Linked DNA regions of Sus scrofa: region 1 is linked to region 2. The links are chromatin contacts, called in public Hi-C maps. All regions are on one chromosome and are shown on one strand. Each heading gives the region's core, a stretch centred on a gene start, on an enhancer-like site or on the middle of the called end of the contact. The rest is flanking DNA. Distances are from core to core; before and after follow the strand shown.

Region 1 (5,019 bases), core at 1,055-3,554, 210 kb after region 2:
CTGAGTTGTGTGGAATGCAGTTAGTCAACCTAGAGTCAGAGGTTGGAGGAGGGGAGAGGGGGTGGCATCAGGCAGATCCCAGTTTGAATCCCACCCCCCATCCCCCGCACCACCACCCCTCCCCCGGCTGTGGGACTCTGAGCAGCCAGTCTCACCTCTCTGGGTCTCAGTTTCCTCATCTGTAAAATGGCGTCAGTGCTGCCCTTGCAGTGTCCTTGAGGGGCTAAAATGAGGTTACGTGTTGGTTTGTTTTCCTCTTCCTCACCGCCCTCTCCCCCAGGTCGGGAGGTTAGAGGAAGTGGACCCTCCGGATGGACCGTCTTCTCAGAGGGGCTGACCCACTCTCACTGTCTCTTCTCGGGGTGCGGACCGGGGGGTTGCGTCAGGATGGTGGGTCTAGCCTCAGTCCTGCCTGCCACCCGCCGACTCCCGGGCCCCCTCCTTGCAGCTCACAAGGGGCTCCCTCTGCCGGTGCTGTTGAGATCCCGCATCCCTCCCTCCCCGCCCTCCAGGACCCCTCAGGACACTCCCGGTTCTGACCACAAGGTGGCGCGTGGCGGCTGCGGGACCGGGGCTGGGGGCAGGGCCCGGACAGGCGCTCGGATTAGGCGCCCTTCTGACTTCGGAGCTCCCTGTGAAAGCCGGTGTTTGGGTCTGAGCATCCGGGGACCCAGCGGGCTGTGGCAGCCTCGTGGTCCTCCTGTTCCCCTTCTGCGGCTCCCTGGATCTCTGAGAAGCAGAATAAAGGGAACTTGCCCTGCCGCTTCAACTCACTGTCATCCCCATTTTAGAGATGATGAAACTGAGCCCCAGAAAAGGAAGTCAGGTGCTGAGGTCACTCCCTAATCAGTGGCAGAGCGGGGCTCAAACCTGGATCTACTCATCTGACCGGGCTTCCGGGGTAGGGTTGGGGTTGTCTGTGAGAGGCGGGGAATTAAAAGTGATTTGGGACTGTGGGGGCTTCCAAAAACCCAGGAGGGCACGTGACAAGAGGGTGGAGACGGGGCGGGGAGGCAGACCCCTGTCCACCTCTGAGCTCTTCCCCAGCGCTGGAGGACCTCCGAGCCACCTGCTGCCACCTGTGCCCTGTGTGACCCCCACTGCTCTCTTCCCTGAGCGGGCCCCAGACCACTGTCTGTCCCTCTTGTGCGGCCTGGAGCTCCATCAATGTACAGGGCTGTCTCTCCAGACTGTGCCCTCTGGGTGTCAGGGACACATCCAGAGCCCAGCATAGGGCCTGCGTGGCCCGAGTCCATGGTCACTGAATTGGGCCACACAGGGCTGAGTTGGCAGGGGCCAGCTGCTCATTTCAGGAAGTTCTTTCAGCAAGGGGATTCTCCTTTCACTGGAGCTGAGGGCAGAGGGAGAATGGGCTGTTTTTTGATGTTGTAGTGCCTTTGAGATGACCTAGATTCCTGGGTCAGGTCCCCACAAGAATGCCTCCTCTCCACCCAAAACATTCCCCCCTCCAGCCTGGAGCAAGCAAATGTCAAGTGCAGCAGACTATAAGGTTAGACAACAAGAAGGACTTCCAGCAGTGGAGCCGGAAAACTTACTGCTTCATGAGAGCTGCTGTTCAGTAGAATGGGCTGCCTTGGATTGCTGGGAGTTTCCTGGAGTTGTAAACAGCAAAGGCGGGGGATCTAGGCCACAGGAGAGAAACAGAAAAGTTTAGAGGGCTGTGGTGGGAGGGGCTGTGTGTGGCAGTGTGTGGGGCCCAAGGGAGTGGAAGGGGGTGGTGGGACCAAGGGACAGTGAGAAGGAAGAGCTGCTAGAAGCTGGCGGTGGGTTGAAGGTGGGGCATGGGGGGGAGGTGTCAGCTGCAGGTGCGGGGAGGGACGGGATGGGGGGGAAGGAGGCCTTTTCAGGTGGGCTGCCCTGGGAGGGAGCAAGCTGAGCGGGAGGGGCCAGGGGCTTTGGGGCAGAGAGGAAGTCTGGGAGGGAGGCCCGGCCCCAAGAGAAGAAGGGGTGAGGGGCAGCTGAAGTCTTGGGAGTCGCTGGCATTGTCTGGGGAGAGGAAGAGCCCCTCGGAACAGAAGTGTCTCTCAGGAGGCTGAGGCAGCAGGACCTGAGAGGAGGGAGGCAAAGGCGGGGGGGGGGGCTCAGGAGGGGGAGAGGGGTGGGCCCTGAGAGAGCATCAGACCCACGGGGGACCCCTGAGGCCTCACCTGGAGTCTGGAGCCCTGGGGCCTTGGGGAGAGGGGTGGCTGGCCCCTGCTCCGGAGCCCTGCTCCAGGTGGAGCAGCGGGGGAGGCCGGGCTGGGGAGGAGGCGGGAGGCCGGGGGAGGGGCCGGGCCTCTGTCCACGGCATTAGTGCTGGTTGGAGGGAGAGGGGGTGTGGAGCCCGCCAGGCCGCCTGTTCCCACAGCCGCCAGCCGAGCAGAGCGCTGCCATGGCGCTGGCCAGGCCTGGGACCCAGGACCTCATGCCCCCAGTTCCTCTCCTGCTGCTGCTGCTGCTGCTCTGGGCCCCTGCCCTCGCCCTCCCGACCGGTGAGTTGGGGCCTGAGCCTTGGAGGCCCTGGGGCTGGCTCTGCCCCCAAAACAGACTCCCTGGACCCTGGGGGGCTGTCCGTGTGGGTGCCTGGCTGACTGCGGGGTGCAGAGGGGAGTGCTGCTGGGGCAGCTGGCACCCGCGTGGTCGAGGGGGACTTTGTGGGGGGATGGTGGCCAGCTGTGGTCCGGGTAACAGGCTCTGTGCATCTCGGGAGGGGTGCTGTACCCTGCACAGGAGGGGGTGTTGGGGCTCGGGTGTCCCGGCCTGTGAGGTCAGCGTTTGGGGAGCTCTGATGTGTGCTGTGTGCAGGCCGGGGTGTGGGTCGTAGGTGCGTGGAAGTTGTGAGGTGGGACGGCTGTCCCACCCGTGCCAGGAGTTGTGTCTGAGGCTCTCTGGGTGCGGTGGGCTGTATCCCAGCGTGACTTGTGGGGTTGAAGTTATCAAGTGGGTGGAACTGTGTCTCTGCTCGTGACCTGGGGTAGGGGCGGGAGACCCCAGCCCGGGGGACTGGGGTGGAGAAGAGGGAAGGAGATCCAGGGGAGCTGGGCGCCTGTCTGCATCCCCTCCATGTGTGAGCTGGCCCTGCCTGCACTGGGGGGCTCTGGGGTCCCTGGGGGGTGGCTGGGCACCTGGGAACACGTGTGTCCACTCTTGCCCCCACCCGGCATTCCCAGGCCAAGCTGAAAGGGCTTTCTGAAGCGTGCCCTGTTCACCAAGAGGCTTTTGCTTTTGTCCAAGTGGATTCCTGCACGCGGGCCTAGGATTCTTCCTGGGGGGTCCAGGGACGCTTTGTCTTGGTCACTATAGCTACGGGGCCAGGACTGGGACGTCTTGCGCAGGCAAATGGCCTGGGCTCCGCCACGGCTGGGGGAGCCCCCGCCTCCTCAGACTCCCAGGGTGTGGGGCCCACACCCCCCCCCCCGCCCCCGCCCAGGCCCTCACCTGGCGCTTCCTCAGCCTCTCAGCCTTCGTCCCCTCTGCTCTCCGCAGGCCTGCAGCCTGGGCTCCTGAGGCAGATCTGAAAGGAGCTGGGGGCCTGCTCTCTGCACAAGGGGCATGTGAGCTGGTGCCTGTCCCCTACCCTACAATGCACACGCACAGATCACTCAAATGTACACATGCGTGTACACACACAAATCACATGTGTACACACACACACACCTGCCAGCACACCAGTGTGGGACACATGACCACGTGAACAGGTGTCCACAGGTACACGTAGACCCCCCCCACGCATGCACTTGTGGGCACACACATGACACGTACGTGACGTGTGCCTGCACACATGTGTGCATTCTTACTCAGACGTACATTCACATGCACCTTGCAGCAGCCTGAACACAAAGTAGATGCTACAGGAGGGAACGGACACCGATAGACACACTCCCCCCCCCACAGCCCCGCTGGGACTCCCAGGGCCAGCCTTTCCCCCTGCGATTCCCCCCAGAGGGAGCCCCCTCTCTGCGGATCCCTGAGGGCTGGTGGGGGTGGTGGAGTCTTGAGCATTTCTGGATGCTGGACCCAAGTACTGACCGCCGGGAGGAGAGGCGCTGGGGATTGTGTCACTTGAAAAGTAGCCTCTATCCCAGAGGGGCTGGGGATTCTGGATGCCCTGGGCCCCAGGCTCTGCTGCCAAGCCCGCCAGGCCCTGAGGGGGGGGTGGGGGCCCCTCTGCCTCAGGCCCTCTCTGCCGCAAAGGCCGGCTGGTTGCTAGGAGAGCACCAAGCATCTCAGAGCACAATGGGGCACATCAGGCTCTCACATCCCTCCCGCTCCCCGCACACCCTGGGAGCCTGGATGACAAAGGGGTGGCGAGTCCAGCCCCAAGTCTGGCCCCTCCTCCAGCCAGAGCTGGGTGGGAGCCTGTGGGATAGAGGCAGGGCGTGGGGAACTGCACACAAGCACCCAGCATCGGGATCTGTTGAAGAGTCAGTGTTCGCCCTGAGTAAAATTTGTTGGCAAATGAATAAATAATACCATCGGCCACTACGGGGCAGACGCTGTGCTGCTGAACTAACATGAGCAAATTTAACTCTCACAACAGCGCTCTGAGGTTGACTCTGATACCTCCAGTCTACAGAGAAGGAAAGTGAGGCCCAGAGAGGGTCAGTAACTTGCTCTGAGTCACAAAGCTTATGTGTGGTGGGGCAGGGTGAGGAGGGGGGCAGGATTTCACAGTCCCCTCTGGGACTAGTCTGTAAAGTCACATCTCTTCTCCGTGCTTCTGTCTAGAGAGCAAACCAGCTCACTCCAATGGTTGCTACAAGAATTCAATAAGAAAATGCAGTGGTTCTCCAACTTAGGTTTGGCATGGCAAGCCCCCCTGCCCACCCCACCCCCCCGCTGCCCGTTTCAAATGACATTTTTAGACAGAAGCCGGGCACCCACTCATAGTTAAAAGTGAAATAGTTACAAGTGGCCGGTCCGGTGGTGGCAGGCCCAGAGCCCCATCTGCTTGGTCTCGCCCCCATTTCCGGACGTGCCTCTGTGGCCCCAGTGCTCTGAGACGATGGTTTGGGAACA
Region 2 (5,094 bases), core at 2,425-4,924:
CACCCTGCAGGAAGAGGAGGATGGTGCTAAATCTGCAAATCCTTGCTTAAACAAGTTTTATATCCCATAGCGTCACCATGGAAAATAGGGGGAAGCCTCCTCAGACTAATTAGGTTTAAATAAAGGATGGGTCAAAACCATAGCAGAGCCTCCTTGCCTCCCCACGTGCATCTCTCACAAGTATCCTATCTTAATCTCCTTCTTGTCAATCACTTTGTCTCTTTCTGAGTTCCTTCTGCACAGAGGCATAAAGAACCTGAACCTCATTGAGTCCAGACACTGGGCTCTTTCCCAATGCAAAGGCTGTTAGCTTTGATGAATTGAAATTTATCAATTTTTTTTTCTTATGGATCACATCTTTGAAGTCTGATTGATCAAGATGGTGGAGGAGTAACCCCCACAAACACATCAAAAGACCACATCTATGTATAGAATGATTTGCACAGAACATCTACTGAAAACTGGCAGAAGAACTTAAACCTCCAAAAAGAACAAAAAACCCTCCACATAACTGGGTAAAAAAAAAGAGAGAGAGAGAAAAGGAATCTGCAACTGAGCCCCACTCGTTGTTGCTCCCACTCCCATGGGAACACACCTGCACTGCTGCCGCCACTGCCAAACGCTCCGGGCAGCACCCACACATGCTCGCTGTCACTTCCCAGGACCCTACAACTAGGAGCAGCTATTACAGCACCTCCTGCGTGGGCTATGTGGGACAGGGTGCCTCTTGCATGGACTGCAGGTGGCAATGGCAAACCACTAGTTATCTCTGACGCCAGAGATGGGCATGGCCTGCCACCACTAGGGGTCCATGAACAGGCAACACTCGTGGCCCCAATCACCTCAGAGGGCACCACAGAGGAGGGCACTGTACCTGAACACCACCCATTGTTGTTCTCATTCCCCTGGGGACTCACGCACCCTGCCATTGCCACTGCCACTGCCAAATGCTCCAGGCACCGCCTAAATCTGCCTGAGCTCAATACCACTTCCCAGGGCCCTGCAAGTAGGGAGTAGCTTGTGCCACCTTTCTGCAGGTCCTTGCTACTGTCAAGATCCCAGCAACTAGGCACTGACTACTAGCCCTACCCATTGCCTCCTTCTCCCCTGGAAACACTCAGCACCCTAGGGATGAAAGCCTGATCACACAGAAGAGAGAGAGAGCAAATATCCAAACTCCCACACCAAAAATAAAGAGAACCTCCTACAAAATACAAAGGGGTGCTCTTGCATAGAAATAGGCCTCCACGACTATAGTTTGGTTTCCCTACACTCACAAAAAATAAAAATATAAGCAAAATGAAGGAGCTCAGGAATCATTCCCAGTTAAAAGAACAGGGGAATTCACCTGAAAGAGGAAACAATGAAGCAAACCTGTGCAGTCTAATAGACACAGAGTTCAAAAAGGAGACAGGGAAAATACTGAAGGGATTAAGGGTGAATATCAAGGAATTAAGAGCAGATATGAACAATAATACGATTACTTTAGAAAGGAACTAGAAAATATAGGAGGAATGTGGAAAAATTAAAAAATTCATTTGCAGGGATGCAAACTGAGCAAAAGGCCCCAAGGAGTGGAATGAAAAATGCAGAGCAACAAATTAGTGACTTGGAAGCTAGAATAATGGAAATCACCCAATCAGGAGAACAGACAAAAACAACCAAAGGGAAAAAAAACATGAAAGCAATAGGAGATCTATGGGATAATATAAAGCAGCCCAATCGATGCATAATAGGAGTTTCAGAAGGAGAAGAACAAGAAAAGGGGATTGAAAATATATTTCAAGAAATTATGGCTGAAAATTTTCCAAGTCTAAAGAAAACAGATATCAAGATATAGAAAGCACAAAGGGCCCAAAACAAGTTGAACCCAAACAGGCCCACACCAAGACATATTATAATAAAAATGGCAAAAGTTAAAAGAGAGGATTCTAAAGGCAGCAAAAGAAGCACAGAGTGTTAATCATAAGGGAACCCACATAAGGCTATCAGCTGATTTCTCTACAGAAACACCACAGGCCAGGCAAGATATATTCAAAGCTCTAAAAGGGAAAAATCTGTAGCCTAGAATACTCTACCCAACAAAGATATCATTTAAAAAAGAAGGGGAAATAAAGAATTTCTCCAACAAACAGGAGCTAAAAGAGTACAGCAATACTAAACCCTTTCTAAAAGAAATACTGAAAGGACTTCTCTAAATAAAAAAAAAAAGTAAGAAGAAACAGGATGGAGGAAACTACGATTGGAAAGCAATCACTTAAATAAGCCAGTATACAGATCTAAAATGGAACAAAAACCTATTTTACGAAAACCTATTGTAAAAGTGACGATAAACACAAGGAACAGCAAAAGGACACACATGAAGATGTTTAAAAAAGATTTCAAAAACATGGAACATGGGGAAGGAAAGCAAGAAAATCTAGACTCTTTTCTTTCTAATAGTGTGTTTGAGCTTATAAGACTATCAGGCTAAAGCAAGCAGACATAAGGTTAACTTACTTAAAAAACAGAACAACCAAACATTACATTCACAAAAACTAAAAAGAAAAGTACACAAGCATAAAATAAGCGGAAATCATCCAACCAAAAAAAGAAAGGAACAAAGGAGAAAAACGTTGCTTGAAAAAGACACATACACCTGTGTGTTCATTGCAGCACTATTCACAATAGCCAAGACATGGAAACAACCTAAACGTCCATTAACAGATGAATGGATTAAGAAGATGTGGTATATATACACAATGGAATGCTACTGAGCCATAAAAAGGAAAAAAATAATGCTGTTTGCAGCAACATGGATGGAACTAGAGACTCTCACAGAATGAAGTAAGTTAGAAAGAGAACCATATGCTATCACTTATACCTGGAATCTAATATATGGCAGAAATAAACCTTTCCACAGAAAAGAAACTCATGGACTTGGAAAACAGATTTTTGCTTGCGGGGGGGGGGAGTGGGATGGACTGGGAGTTTGGGATTAATAGATGTAAACTATTGCATTTGGAATGTTAAAGCAATGAGATCCTGCTGTATAGCGCTGGGAACTATACCTACTCACTTGTGATAGAGCATGATGGAGGATAATGTGAGAAAAAAGAATATGTGTGTGTGTGTGTGAGAGAGAGAGAAAGAGAGACTGGGTCACTTTGCTGTACAGTAGAAAACTGACAAAACACTGTAAGCCAACTATAATGGAAAAAATAAAATCATTAAATAAATAAAGGATGGGGAGTGCCTGTGGTGGCACAGCAGAAACAAATCCGACTAATAACCATAAGGTTATGGGTTTGATCCCTGGTCTCGCTCAGTGGGTTGAGGATCCAGCACTGCCATGAGCTGTGCACAGACGTGGCTCAGATCCTGCGCTGCACTGGCTATGGCGAAGGCTGGAAGCTGTAGCTCTGAATCCACCCCTAGCCTGGGAAAACAAAAATAAAAATAAATAAAGAATGACAGAAATATAAACCTGAGGCTACTCTGGGTTCATTTAATTTGCAGATGAGAAGCAGAGAAACCCTAGAGTCAAGTTCCACCACTGAGGTGGTGGGGAAAGTAAAATAGCACACTGTGAAAAGTACAAAGGAAAAGGACATGATGGCCTAACCCCTTTATTCCTCCTCTGGTCTTCAATTATCCAATCTGCAAAACAGGAAGATTCATCAACTGACCTCTAAATTCTATGACTCAATCCAATAGGGGAAATTAGCACAAAAAGGAACTCAAGAAGTTTCTTTACCCTTGGAGCCAACCTGCCTGCTAATGACATCTGAAGCTTTTATTAGGCATCTCTCTGGCTTTCAACTTACACCTTAACTGAGTCTTGAAAGAAAAGATTCAGTGTCTAGGTTTTTCTACTACTAAGTAAGTGAGCCAGGAACAAGATCATGTTTGTATCTCCAACCCTGCCTCTCAAGGCTTGATGACTTTATAGTTTTCCCCAATGTTCATTCTTCTTATATATCCATTCATGCCTAGAATTTCTCATCTTTTTAAAAATACAGTTTTCAGAACAGTTTGTATATGTATGTTTGCCCACCTTTTAACTTCTCCTTCCAGGTTAAACTGCTTTTTAGATGTTTGTAAAAAAAAATACGTTCACTAGCACTTTTATAAGCCTCTTTCAAACAGGCTGACACTGCATTGTCACTTATTGATTTAAAGGTTTATATCAGAAGATATAGAGCTAGGTTCCTAAAGATCCTTGCATTTGTTACAGTGGTTGATCAATGTCTTAAATTGCTGGAGTGTAAAAGCAATGGCATATTTCATTATAATCACAACTATATTTAATAGGTGTCTCAAAAAACTGTTATGGGTAGCTATGAAAATAAGAAGCCAGACACTAGTCTTTATAAACAATGGCATCCTGTATAAAAGACTTTGTCAATATAAATAAAATAGTATTACTCTAAACAAAAAAATGGGTGTATGTAGAATTCTATACCAACAGAACTTGAAATTAATTCACCCAATTCATATGGAGAACCTGACAATCTGCTGAACATTTCAAACTGGAAATAAATTCCTTGCATTCATTGTGAGTAAGGCCAGGAACACTTCTTTAACATCTTAAGTTCTAAAAGTACTCAGGTAGTACTTCACACTAAGTACACTAACACCATTTGGTTACATCCTTGCCAAGATTTGTAAAGAAATGCCTGAGTCCTGCAAATATGCTCTCCCTGAGAAATCTCAACTCTCAAAGAACAGTTATCAGTCTGAGGTTAACACCAGCTGCAAGTCAACACAGGATGCAAGTCAAAAACCAAGAACCCCAAAGAAAACTGATTTGTTTACTCCAATAAAAACTAAAGGCATGCAGCTTTCCCAATTTAATACAGTTAAAACAGTCTAATGTGAATTATTTATGCCCACTTCTCTCTGCCCTTTTCTCACATATCAGATTCACTTGTTATGTAGCAGCATACTTCAATACTTTTATAAACAGTTTATATAATGGATGGATAATCTCCAAGGATATTCCAAGTGTACTGCAATGCAGCACAACTAACAAAAAATTTCAAAGTAAGTCATTTTTCTATAAACACTTATTCTAAGGTTATTAACTAACGTAAGCTACAGAAGTAAAAAGAA

What was found. A called contact is a pair of places that touch in the nucleus more often than the background predicts.
Region 1: a Hi-C map of alveolar macrophages shows a contact between it and region 2, with 3 times the contacts expected there. The contact joins the promoter of CRB2 here to the enhancer-like site in region 2. A contact is called at or near these places in 3 of 5 promoter capture datasets (fetal skeletal muscle and liver) and 5 of 47 Hi-C or Micro-C datasets (alveolar macrophages, epiblast stem cells, heart right ventricle and 1 more).

Annotation. Positions count from the first base shown.
Region 1 is chr1:264,275,245-264,280,263 of Sscrofa11.1, forward strand. It overlaps CRB2 (protein crumbs homolog 2), which reads left to right and starts at 2,305. Exons shown (of 13, transcript XM_003122155.6): 1 at 2,305-2,492. The coding sequence starts at 2,393. It overlaps LOC102165127 (a long non-coding RNA gene), which reads right to left and starts at 2,294. Exons shown (of 9, transcript XR_002339005.1): 1 at 2,169-2,294; 2 at 1,557-1,643; 3 at 541-729; 4 at 156-223.
Region 2 is chr1:264,064,112-264,069,205 of Sscrofa11.1, forward strand. All of the region lies in intron 12 of STRBP (spermatid perinuclear RNA-binding protein), which reads right to left. Among named protein-coding and RNA genes, the nearest start is that of GPR21, 110 kb to the left of the region's middle. Within about 2 kb of position 3,675, at least 2 of the 83 cell types and tissues checked have an H3K27ac peak or open chromatin away from gene starts, as enhancers often do. A contact at or near this core is called in alveolar macrophages, where this site is marked.